3 separate regions of the Mus musculus genome follow, and regions 1 and 3 are each linked to region 2. Evidence: chromatin contacts called from public HiChIP or PLAC-seq and promoter capture Hi-C data. All regions are on one chromosome and are shown on one strand. Each heading gives the region's core, a stretch centred on a gene start, on an enhancer-like site or on the middle of the called end of the contact. The rest is flanking DNA. Distances are from core to core; before and after follow the strand shown.

What was found. Promoter capture Hi-C pulls out the DNA fragments that hold promoters and counts their contacts. HiChIP or PLAC-seq counts read pairs in DNA pulled down with a chosen protein or histone mark.
Region 1: a promoter capture Hi-C map of the C10 cell line shows a contact between it and region 2, with 4 times the contacts expected there. The contact joins the promoter of Plcb2 here to the enhancer-like site in region 2. A contact is called at or near these places in 6 of 39 promoter capture datasets (the 3T3-L1 cell line, the C10 cell line, the HPC-7 cell line and 2 more) and 2 of 115 datasets of contacts at active chromatin or transcription factors (bone marrow-derived macrophages and memory CD8 T cells).
Region 3: a contact with region 2 is called in an H3K4me3 HiChIP or PLAC-seq map of bone marrow-derived macrophages, with 3 times the contacts expected there. The contact joins two enhancer-like sites. A contact is called at or near these places in 2 of 484 Hi-C or Micro-C datasets (both in embryonic stem cells) and 1 of 115 datasets of contacts at active chromatin or transcription factors (bone marrow-derived macrophages).

What each region holds. Positions count from the first base shown.
Region 1 is chr2:118,725,877-118,730,031 of GRCm38.p6, forward strand. Plcb2 (phospholipase C, beta 2) reads right to left here and starts at 2,562. Exons shown (of 32, transcript NM_177568.2): 1 at 2,362-2,562. The coding sequence starts at 2,445.
Region 2 is chr2:119,014,614-119,018,621 of GRCm38.p6, forward strand. It overlaps Ccdc32 (coiled-coil domain containing 32), which reads right to left. Exons shown (of 4, transcript NM_199310.2): 4 at 3,166-4,008. Among named protein-coding and RNA genes, the nearest start is that of Ccdc32, 13 kb to the right of the region's middle. Within about 2 kb of position 1,343, at least 92 of the 459 cell types and tissues checked have an H3K27ac peak or open chromatin away from gene starts, as enhancers often do. A contact at or near this core is called in the HPC-7 cell line, bone marrow-derived macrophages and memory CD8 T cells, where this site is marked.
Region 3 is chr2:119,298,134-119,302,234 of GRCm38.p6, forward strand. It overlaps Vps18 (VPS18 CORVET/HOPS core subunit), which reads left to right. Exons shown (of 5, transcript NM_172269.3): 5 at 1-320. Among named protein-coding and RNA genes, the nearest start is that of Vps18, 11 kb to the left of the region's middle. Within about 2 kb of position 2,213, at least 144 of the 459 cell types and tissues checked have an H3K27ac peak or open chromatin away from gene starts, as enhancers often do. A contact at or near this core is called in bone marrow-derived macrophages, where this site is marked.

The DNA of each region.
Region 1 (4,155 bases), core at 1,312-3,811, 290 kb before region 2:
GCAATGCATGATTATTGCTGCTGACACACCAGACCAAATACAGGATCTACCAAGGAAATGGAACAAGAAAGGTTCCCACATTACAGGTGGTTAGAGTGTGGGGGAAGGATTTTATAAGAAAGCCAATTTTGGAAAAAGGCTGTGTAGTGAGCCCCAGGGAGGGTCTGTGCTGGCTCCGGACCTTAAGACTGTTTAGTGTGGGATGGCGTAGACAGGAGCTGGTCTCTAGGCTGGGAAACCCAGAAGGTGTGGGGCAGACTGCCTCTGATTGCAGTTGCCTGTACAGTAAAATGTGAGTGTTTGCTGGACCCAAAGCCGACACATGTGTGAGGAATGGGCAGAAAAGGCCCAGAGCTGCAGGGAGGAAACCAGTGAGAGGGAGCTGAAAACAATCGTGAGTGAGTCCCTGAATAGAGAGGTATTGGGAGATTTCAAGCAAGCCAGCCCCAATACATGGAGGAGGGTCTCCCCAAATCATCAAAAAGGTCACCAGAGAAAGAATAAGTGTCAAGTTCTGTCAGGCTTAGAAACTCCAAGCCAGCAGTCGACAGCATATATTCAAGAAAGAACTCTCATTCTTCCTTGCGCCCCACGTAGGAAGCCCTGGAAGAGAAAGAACGGAGGACCCCCCTTTCCAGGAAGCCTGCAGTTGCCCCCACCTCATCCTGGAAGGAGAAGGGCAAAATGCAAGCCAAAGCACGGTTAGAGCTTCACTTCTAATGTGTTCCTAGAAAAGGACTGGGCGTTGTGGGGACCCCTGGACTATTGCCTAAGGGTGAAGGTCATGTCTGAGAGCTTGCTGAGTTTCTTTCTATAGCCAGGAAAGGTTTCCCCTCTAAGTACGTTCTGAAGGGGCTGTGGGAGACTAGACAGAGTCAGGTTTGGTTCTATCCTTTCTACTACAGTTATCAATATAGAGCCATATATCTACTAACTGTGCCAAAGCTATCCAAGAGCAAAACCTGGTTCATAGGTCATGTGTCCCATGCCTGGGCTTGGGACATTCTTGCTCATGCAAGTCAGAGTTCAGGGACCACACAGCACTCTGGGTTGGGGAAGGGAATTGGTCAACCAGACACACAGGTTGGAGAAAGAATCACATGCCTTATCCCTGATGACCTACAGCCCCCCTCAGGTTATACAGGCTTCCCAGAGGAACTGAGAGAGTCACTTCACTTTTCATTGTGAGTCATTTTCCTCCTTCCATAGACTCTGAGACACGCCACATCACCACCATGTCACCAGCATGCCACCACCATGCCACACCAACCAAAACTTCTAGAGACCAACTTCTAGAGAAACAGAAAGCATTTCATGCCAGGGCCCCATCCCCACAGTTTTGACAGCCAGATGCCTTAACGTAACAAAGCCCTGAAGGGTCTAGCTTCAGACTCCCCTCAGTTCATAGAGAAACTAGACTAGCCAATCCAGGGAGCTGAAGTAATTGTAGGTGACCTCCTAAATGTCATGCGCTGTTGAGAACATCAGGCCTTCCTGAGGCCAGGCTAGAGCACTCTTAAGGAGGCCTATCCCTCTCTGAGTGACAGTTCTCATTTTATTCTTCTTAGACCAAAAGATTCTATGGTTAGTGGCTGTGTCTTCAGCCCAGAAGGACCAGAGACGAGTTAGGAAGGCGCAGACTCTGGGCTGGGGTGCAGATGGTCTTCCCTCCCCGGCCGGATGACAGGTTGGCAGGTAATAGAAGGCTGAGCTGAGCTGAGCCACCATGGGGGAAGCAGAAGTCAGTAAGTTCCTTCTCAGACCCCAGTCTTTGAGCCTCCCGTTTTCAACTGGATCCACGGCCCTTTTGTAACTCTTGCCACAGTAGTAGCTTGAGATAGAATATGGCTTCCCTGGGACAGGACACAGTTTGTTCTGCACACTGGGATGGTGCAGCTGGTTATGGGCCTCCTGCCAGAGCAAATTTGGGGTGTCCGTGCTGGGAAGAGGACCTGACTGACCTCTCTTCCTGATCTCAGCTGAGGTGGGAGGAGAGGGACATGCATTCCCCCTACCAACACTGAAGTTACTAGAAACAAACCTTTATCATCTTCGGGGATTTGAAAAGGGCAAATCAGGTCCAAAGATTTCTGACTCTGACTCCCCCCCACACACACACACAAACACACATAGCCCCCTCTCTTATTCCCAAACACAGAGGCTTCCTTCCCTACAGCAGCCAGGAGCACCCACCCTCACCCCAGACTTGTTTATCTAGATAGACTGTTGTGACAGACACATAGGCGCCTGGGTGCTGGGAAGACATAAACCAACCCTCCGTTCTGCAAAGCTCCCAAGCAGCCCAGCCCCCACCGTCCCGGGGGCTGGGGATTTGAGGGGGGGGAGGCGAACCCTACTCACATCGTCCCACTTGATGAAGCGCTCCCCTTGGCTCAGATATGCCTTCACGTTAGGGGGCAATAGAACAGGGTTGAGCAAAGACATGATGTCAAGTGTCCCTCTTTGGAGAGGTTGGGCAAACCTCTCCAGGGGACAGGAGAAGAGAAGGAAGAAGGGTGAACAGGAGAGGAAGCTTAGGCTAGGCTCACATGGCACCCGCCCAGTACTGGTCCGGAAGTCGGGTGCTCTTATAGCCTGCGGGGTGGCAGTAGCTGGATGCAGGACTCAGAGCTTCAGGCCAGGGCCCAGTTGATCTGCCTTGTAAATCAGCCTCCTCCTCCTCCTCCTCCTGAAGCCGGGGGCTGCAGTAGCTGTTTTGCCCAAGGGGGCTGAGCTCCCCTCCTGGGAGTTCCTCCCCCACCCCCTGCCTCAGCACTTCCTGCTCTGGGCTTCCTTCTCTGGGCTGCTGTGAACTGAGGGGCGGGCTATGAGATCTAGAAATGTTGGGGCCAGGACCCCGTTACAAAGACAGGCTTTACTCAGATTTACACACCCCCCCCCCCCGCCAATGGAAGAAAGTGATATATCATGGAGGGGGGTGGGAGATACCATTCCTGAGCCTTGGGCTGAGGCAAGAACACAAACAGTTCTTTAGGAAAAGGGTCCTCCACAGAGCAGGGGTTCTGTCCTCAGAGGGCGGGATCTGGAAGTGGGAGTCAGGGATGGGCCGGGTCCCAGCTGGCACTGAGTGTTTTGAATAAGCAAAGTCTCTCGGACACCCAGCTCCTCTTTCTCAGTGCTTCCTCCCCATGAAAATGAGAGCCAGGTGAGGCAGTATGCCTCTCACCCATGACACTTCTCTGCATCTTTGAACCTTTCAATGAATACCTAAAAACTCCACTGCCCAGCAGCTGCCTCACAGCCTAAGAGGCCCTTTGCTGCCGCCAGCACTGGAGTGTTCCTTCATGCACTGTGTTGCCTCACACACAGATCCTGGAGGAGAGAGGTTCTGAGAGGCAGACCAGAGCCTGCTCTAGCCCCCTGTTCAGGGTTTAGCCCACTCTAACCCAGTTCGGTTCTAGGTGTTGTGATCCTTACATCGTCCATATCTATCCCAGAGGCTCAGTTCCAGCCCAGCTCAGGCCCCAGTCACTTCCTCTTACCTAATAATGCACTCTTATCAAATGGCTTAGCACCGTTGGGGAGGCTAGAAGCTTAACCCATGATTTCCTTCCCCTCTGAGGCCCTGGCCTTCTGCAACAGGTCCCATCAGGGGTCTGTGTGCCACCCCTGACAACTGTGAACTACCCTCTCCAGGCCCTGGAACTACTGGCTAGGAGCCAGTGCATGAGAGTAGGGGCGGGCAAGAGAGAACAGGTTTAGATGAACAGGTTAGTTAGGGTTAGTGAGAATCAAAAGGTAAACTGTGGGTCTCTGGCACTAGAGGGATGGGGTCAGGAGTTCAAGACTAGGCTACAAGAGAGCCTGCCCACCTCCCACCCCACCCCCAATAAAAGTAGTGAACTTCTCAAAGAAAGCTAGCTTAGAAATTAATTGTCCCCAGAAAAGCAATTCTAAGACCAGATCTGAATGAACGGCCTGGAAACCGGCTCCCAAACTCCTGCAGGTGACAGGTGTTCCAACCCCTCCCTCAGTGTCTCTCCTCAAGCCCTGCCTTCAGCCTTGGATCTCCCTGGGAGACTCCTGGGAGCCCCTGCACATCTGGCTGTCTCTGTGGGATCAGGTTTCCTGTCTGTTTGAATGAATTTTGCAAGGGAAATCCCTGCCCCTTCCCAAAGCCTACACCTGTCACCT
Region 2 (4,008 bases), core at 93-2,592:
CCATTAGCTCCTCTTCCCTGAAGCCCTCCACACGGCCTTGCTGTATTAGCATCTCTTGTTTTGGCGCCTTCTTTGCTCTCTATGCTCCACTGAACAACGTTCTCAGGATCCTTCAAACACCCTTTCGCCTAAGCTCTTTGTACACACTTAGGCTCCCCTATACTCTCTCTCTTTTAAAAAATATTTATTTATTTTTTTTTATTTAATATATATGAGTGCACTGTAGCTGTATAGATAGATGGTTGTGAGCCTTCATGTGGTTGTTGGGAATTGAATTTAGGACCTCTACTTGCTCAGGTTGGCCCCGCTCGCTCAAGTCAAACCACACTCAGTCCGGTCCAAAGGTTCATTTATTATTATGTCTAAGTACACTGCAGCTGTCTTCAGAGGCACCAGAAGAGGGCGTCAAATCTCATTACCAGTGGTTGTGAGCCACTATGTGGTTGCTGAAATTTGAACTCAAGACCTTCGGAAGAGCAGTCAGTGTTCTTACCCGCTGAGCCGTCTCGCCAGCCCCCACCCCACCCCCATACTCTTAACACTCTATTTCTTCCTGCTCCGACTGGTTCTTCTGCAGTGGCTTCCTTAAGTGGCCTTTCTCCAACACCTGCCACCAGCTGGCCTAGGGCTCTCATCTCTCCTCTGCAGGTGCTCAGAAGTGCCCTGTACTTACATTTCCTTCTGTTGGGGTTCTACTTTATTTACCACCACACCCAGTGCCTGGAGCAGGACAGAGGCTCAGCACACGATGGTTGGCTGAATGGATCTCTGCCTTAAATAGTCTACTGCTAGGCTCGAGTAAACAGTGCTCCCACAAACTATGACTACAATGACAGCGTCCTGTCTCGACTCCTGTAACTGAAATAGAGCCGATGCTGCGTGAGGTCGTCTGAAGAAAATGTGAGCAGTTTTATGTGGCTTGGGGAGGCAGGATGGAAGATGTGGCTCAGGGCATCTTTCCTCTTCCAGCAATCATCTGGTTAGGCAGGCCTGCCTGAAAGGGACACACCTTGGCAACAGTTGGTGGGATACTTGTTTATGCTGTGTGAACGTCCGGAGCCTATTTCTGGAGCAGGTACTGGATGCAAGCCTGTGCCATTCCAGCACTGACCTTGCCAAGCCCTGGGTGATGAGTACATACGCCAGAAAAAAAAAAAAAAACAGTGCCAGTCACTTACTTCCCTGGCTCCCACCCAACCTTCCCTGCATCTACCAGGTCATTAATGCCTTATCCCTGGCTGGTAATTACCTCCCGTGACTGAGGCTGAGCGCTATCACTGCGGTTGCTCTACCGTGTCCTTCAGTAAGGACACGGAAGGAAGCTGGGTGACGAGGCTCTCCCCAACACTCGCACTTCACCGATTTAAGGAAGTTCTCCCTAGAGCTTCGGGGTGAAAGGAACCAGATGAGTGTTTTAGGCCAATCTTATCTTTCCTATGGTTAGTCTAATTACTGAAAGGGAACTGGAACACAAAGAGGTCATTTGACTTATTTATGACCACACAGTAAGCCACAGGACAAAGATAGCACCCCAGATGCCTGGTTTCAAATTTAGTGCCCCTTCAGGAGCTTAAGACAATTCTATATGAGTACAGAGTTGGCTTCAGGAGCTGATGTCAGATTCGGTGTAGGTTAATGGGGTTTCACTTATTAAAATAATAAATAAATAAAATTAATAAAATACTTAGGTAAGTGACCATAGCTAAAACTTGCTGATTTTTTTTTTTTTTTTTGGTTTTTCGAGACAGGGTTTTTTCCTGTGTAGCTCTGGCTGTCTTGGAGCTCACTTTGTAGACCAGGCTGGCCTTGAACTCAGAAATCCACCTGCCTCTGCCTCCCAAGTGCTGGGATTAAAGGCATGCGCCACCACGTCCAGCACAGCTTTGCTGAATTCTTAATCAAGATGGCTGGAGCTCTGAGCCCTTCCTCTCACACCTCCAGCAGGTTTTCTCAGAATCAGTCTTCTGCCTTCTCAGACCACAACGTCTGTGTTCTGCTTGTTGTTGTTGTTGTTTTCAACATGTATTTTTTTTATCTGTCTGTAGGGGGGGATGGTGCCCCCAGAAGCTGTAAGTGGGTGTTGGATCCCCTAGGGTTGGAGTTACAAGCAATGGTACGCTGTCTGGTGTGGGCACTGAGAACTGAGCGCAGGTCCTCTGCAAGAGCAGCCAGTGCTCATAACTGTTGAGCCATCTCTCCAGCCCCCAAATGTCTATTTCTGAGGTAGAAAATAGGAGGTAGAGAAAAGAAAAAGCTAAGATTTTTGCCTTAATTATAGAACCACTACTTTTGGCTATAAAAGACTGTCTTACGGTCCCTAGGACCAGCTGCTCTTTGGTAGAGTTCCTCTGAACCTTACTTGTTTTCTTCCTTCTCGTTCCGGAGGAGGAATGGTTTTCTTTTATGATATGGGATGAAGAAAAATCTTAGCTTTTTTCTTTTACTCCTCCCCATGTAGCCGAAGCCATTAGTTGGCCCCAGAGGAATAGAGAGGTCTGTCATCTGGCTTCCAGAGAGAGGGGGGGGGCAGCTAGAGAGCCTGGGGCAGCACTGGATTCTATCAGTGTTCAGGCTTCCCAAGGTGCCACCAAGGGCCACCTTTTATATCAAATATATCCAACTCACCAATAGTAGCAGGAATAGAGCTGACACTGGTAGTTAACGACAAAAGAGCTGAGAAAAGTATATCTGGAAATGATCAAGCATTTCTGCCATTAAGCAAGTATACGGTATGACCTACCTGGCTCCTATCCTCCTCAATATGGCAAATACTTTGATTTGGAAATGAGCAAGTGTTCTCTAAAAAGTTTTAGGCATGGTTCCTATCATATCTTATCGTCACTGTCACCGAGGAGCCACAGCCCCAGAATCTTAGCACAGAATGTTTCAGTGTAAACTGTCAGAAACGTGTTAAAAACTAGAGACCTGGGACTGGAGAGATGGGTCAGCAGTTAAGAGCATTTATTGCTCTTGCAGAAAACCTGGGTCCACCCAGCATCCACATGGCACCTTACAACTGCTGGTAACGTCAGTTGCAAAGGATCCAATATCCTCTTCTGGTGACCGTGGGCTCTTGCTCATACATGGTATACATAAACCCACACAAGCAAAGGACATACACATAAATAAAACAAATAAGAAAATCAGAAAATCTTTTCTTTTTTTACATTTATTTTTATTTATTTTATGTATATGAATATTCTATCTGCATTTACACCTGCCTGCCAGAAGAGGGCATCAGACCCCCATTACAAATGGTTGTAAGCGACCATGTGGTTGCTGTGAATTGAACTCAGGACCTCTGGAAGAGCAGCCAGTGCTGCTGAGCCATCTCTCCAGACCCCAATCTCTTCCTTTTTTGAGACTGAGTCTCTCTGTGTAGCCCTGGCTATCCGGGAACTTGTTATGGTCACCAGGCTGGCAAAGGTTGCTGGCTCCCCTGCCTTGGCGTATCTTTGTCTTTATTTCCTGTGTCCTCGGCGTTCATGTGAGAGGAAATGGGTCAACGGCAACCCCCGCCCCCCCCACACACACACTACACAGTTGCTCCAATGAGAAAGTTTTATATAGACAACTCAAACTTTACATGAACAACACAATAAACAAGGAGTAAATGCAAGCTCAGTCTCAGTCGGGGAACTTACCATGAGAAGCAAGTTTGGAATTAATCAAGAGTTGTGTCAAACACTAAACCATATTTACAAGTCTAATTTGGAACGTGTAAAGTTCCTACAAGCAGAAGCTGGGGGAGCAGCCACAAAATAGAAAATATATCTACACAGATATAAACACCCACGTTTTCACACTTTTTTTTCTTTTTCTTCTTCTTCCACTTTTTGACAAAAGGAACAAATCAAAAGGAAAAGCCCGGTTCCTGGGAGTCCGTCCATTTACGATGAGTGTGTGAGCGAATCCGGCCAGGACTTGGACTCAAGGAGACTGACTTCACTCTCCTTGGCTACCCTTGTTCCTGACTACTTAACTATGGAATGCTTGAGACACATACAT
Region 3 (4,101 bases), core at 963-3,462, 280 kb after region 2:
GCTACAATGGTGGCCCTGGACTTGATGGCTTTGTGTTGATGCTGAAGCTAACAGGATATGATCCCAAGAAAGGATGGAATGCCACAAGAAGGCTGCCTGCACCAAGTGTGGAATAGAACAGGTCAGGTCACGGCCAGCCTAGTCGACATAATAAGTTCTAGGCCAGCAAAGGCTAGAAAAAATTAAATTAAATTAAAAAAATAAAAATAAAAAGAAGAAGTCCAGAGTCCTGCAAGCCTTTGAGCCTTGGCGTAGGTCCTTCACTGGGGGTGAGGCAGGTTTTGCTTGTTTCCTTCTCTGACTATAAATGTTTAGAGATTACAGTCCCTCTTCCTAAATCCTGGAGCTAATCTCACCTCTGGCTGGCAGGTGGCGCTGCTGCTCACGGAATTCATCCAGTTTTGGCACCTTGGGGCACAAATTCTCCAACACTAACTAGGTCTTACTAATGCTTCTTCGGCCATTTCCTTCCTAGTGGTTGCAAGAATTTTCTAGAAGTGCCTGATGCCTGGTCAGGTTCTAGGCCCTTAATTCTTTCTCCAAGTGTTTTTTATGAGCGTATGTTACATATAACAGGGGTGCCTTGAGTCACACTCACCTACTTTCCATGTCTCCCACTAGTTCTCCTCCCCCTCTGCCTCTTCCTCCTCCTCCTCTTCCTCGCTAGTCTTCCTCACTTCCTCTATTACATCTGTATTGTGTGAGGGGAGCATACATGCTGAGTTCCAGTGCCTGGAATGTAGGCTGCCAACCACCACCTTTCCTTCTGCTCTTCCTGCCACTTCTGTAGTCTTCCCTGGGCCTTGAGGAGGTGTGGCCTGACTCTCATTTATAGCTGTAAGTCCCTCATTCTCTCCAGTGGCTCTCACACATTCTGGATTTTGCTTGCCCTTCCGAAAGACTGGATCCCCTGCCAGGCTGGGCCTGGCTTTGCTGTAGGCACTGTGGAGCTCTGTGGCACTTGACCTGTTTTCTCCTTACCTTGCTCCTGTGACTTTGCCTGTCCTCACCCCGAGACAACACTTTCTTAGTTTTAGTTGGGACCAGAAGCTACATCCTGGGACATCCTGGAGTCAGGTCTTTCAGGGACAGCCTTTGCCCTCTGGACAGGTGTTCACAGTGCATTGTCTGACTGGATTGATATGAATTAATCAGCTGGCCCAGGATGTAAGAACGTGAGTGAGTGTTCCTGTCCCTAAGCAGGCGGCCAGCTGACCTAGCTTATAAAATGACCCTTTTCTCCTCCAATGTAATCCTGTGTCAGAATTGTCTCTGGTTCTAACTGTATCTGGCCCCCTAGAGCAGTAAGGTCTCCCATGGTCTCTGCCAGCCCAGAGGGCTAAGCTACCTACACAATGACTCACAAAGATCCTGTCTTCTAGATGCAAGGATAGCAGGTGCGGGGAGGCACCCTCTGTCTAGTAGGTATCCTAATCCTATTCTCTCAAGGAAGATTTGGGAGAAATTTCTTCTCCATGTGGCTCCAGACCCCTTCACACTTATAGATAATAGGAGCACCGTGGTCAACGTGGTTTTAAGTAGAAAGCCTTGGTCTCCCACCAAACTGATTGCTTGCTTGTGGTTTAGATAAAACAGCTTGGAACTGCTGTCTTCGTACATAATGGGGCCTAATACATGTTAGTTAAACAAACACTGCCCTATTGCTCCCTTCTCCCGGAGGGTTTTGCTCAAGCGGCCTGGGACGCCCCTGCCCCTTCTGTCTTATACTAAACAGCCCATCTGGTCTTAGGCTGCTTCCTCTTTCCTGGGAAAAGGCCCCAGCCTTCCCTGGCACTGATAGAATGGGGTTCCGGTGAGTCAGGGCAACGGGAAGCCACAGCTCTTAGATCCCTGGAAACCAAGCAAAACTTGGAATAGAGAGCAGAGAGAAGGCCCTTGGGGCTCTGGCCCTAAGCCTGGGGAGGGGCCAAAGAAGGAGGGGGAGGGAACAGTTGTGTAGGCAGGGGCCAAGATGAATGAGCTGCCTCTGGAGCCTGGAAATAGGAGGTCACTGGAAATAGGAGGAGTGGCCACAGGCAGTGACGCTGAGACCAGGGCAGGAGGCCTGTAAACAAGGAAGCCACCTGGGGGAGATCGAGGGCGGCCGCTGGTCCTGGGGAGCAGGTGCTTCCTGAGGCCCGCCCTTGACAGGGCCCTAGGGGCCGCCTCACCAGTTGTCAGTTGTCCTTAGGCACTAGGGGGCGCTGTGGACTGGCGTCCACACAGAACTGCTCTCAAGCAGCGCTTCTAAGGGGTGTGGCCAACGGAGGGTGTGCCCAGCCAGAGCCCTAAAGCCACCCCCACCCTCCCACCCGAGCTGCCCTCCCTACTGTCCCCAAAGTGTACTGGCCAAGGGCACCAGCCCAGACACTAAAGGAGCAGGGCTCAGCCTGGGTGTGAGCTTATTTCTCCGTGGATACCAATTCTCTGGTTCCTGCCCCTCCTCTCTAAGGCTCAGGTCTCAGGCCAGAGCCTGGCACCAACTCTGTTGGTTGGGAGGGGGCTCAGAAGCCACCAAGCTCCTGGCTGCCCTTGGCGCTGCTCCCCCATCCTCTGGCGCCAGGGAAACAAAAGATTAGGGGCCCAGAGGGACTTATCTGGCCCCACCACCACTGGGTGGGGGGAGGGGGCAAGAGGGGGCACACCTCTCCTCTCCTCCAGCACTACTGATTCTTCGAGACACTTTCACAGGCGGAAATTCCCAGAGGTCAGAGGAGGGAAACGGTTAATTCCTTTTATTCAATGGCCCCCCTCTCCACACCACCCCCTAGCTTCCTCCCTCCACTTCCCGCCCCCCCCTGTGTGAACAGGAAGTGGAGAGGAAAAGGCTCTGAGCAGAGCAGCTGGGAGCAGGAGGCAGGGAGGGAGTGGGCAGCAGGCCCGGTGCCAGCCCTCCCCTCATGGTTGTTTGTTGGAGGGGGGAACACTGTGGCTGTGTATAGAACCTGAAATCTCGATTGGCAAGGGGCACCTGAACTAGGGCAAAGCCCAGCCTCCAAGCCCCTGCCCTCCAACCTGTTGTCAGGCCAGAGACTGGTGTCCTGCCAGTGCAAGCCACCCTTTGCCCAAACCCTGGCTGCCTTGGCCACTGTATCTTACCCATGCTGCTGGGCTGGTTACCTCAAGGCTGGAGGGCAGCAAGCAATTGTACAGCCTCCAATCCTGGCACAGGGCTCCACCAACTCAGCCCCTTGGCCCTGCCAGTCCTTTGAAGCTCAGTCAAAGCTTCCTGTTTGGGGCAGGCGATGCCAAGGCCCCTCCCCCACCATTGTTCTGTAGAGACCATAGGTCCATCTGTTGCCCCCATGGTGGGGCCCCTAGGCAGTACCACACGGGAGCAGAACCACAAAAGACCCTGCTGGCAGCTTTTCTCATTGGGAGCAAGACTGTCCCCACAGCAGGTTGAGGATAAACAGCCTTCGGAAGCAGGCCCTAGAGGGGCTGTGGGATAGGAGGATGCCAGTGAGTAGCTCTGGAGCATGGTGGGCATCTCCTGCCCTCTGCTTCCTCCTACACCTGCGCGTGGAGAGGAGGAGGTGTGAGCCGCCAGGAAAGGGTCAACATTTTCCTGCCCAGATTTCAAATGGGAAAACTGACTGATGGAGGGGGCAGCCTTTGATGGAAGAGATGCCTCATGGCTGGTGGCTTCCTCTCCCTGAATAGCGTAGCCTTTGCTCAGTTCTTGCCTTGAAGTGATCCTTGAGGCAAGCAGCCAGTACCCATTCCCAGAAATCACAGAATGTTAAACGACCCCAGGTTGGTGGCCAGCAACTGATGCCCACTGAGACCAAGCCAAGGCAGGAAAAGGGAAAAGGTCCTGATTTGGCTCTCAGGACAGTGGGTACTGTTCCTGGTTCCCAGGCTGCTGTGGCCAAATGTGCTTCCCAGACACATAGCAGGTGCCACATTGTCTCTGCATCTCCCTCTTGCTCCTAACTCCCTACCATGGGCTAATTTCACATTGTAGGCTGTTTTCCCCCTCACTTCTCCATAGGAGTTAAAACTCTAAGGTCTACCCCACATCTCTCATCATATCCCCAACTCAGAACTCATCCTGCTCCTGCCTCTCAGAAGCGGCCAGAGCCCTGGAACCTTAGCTAG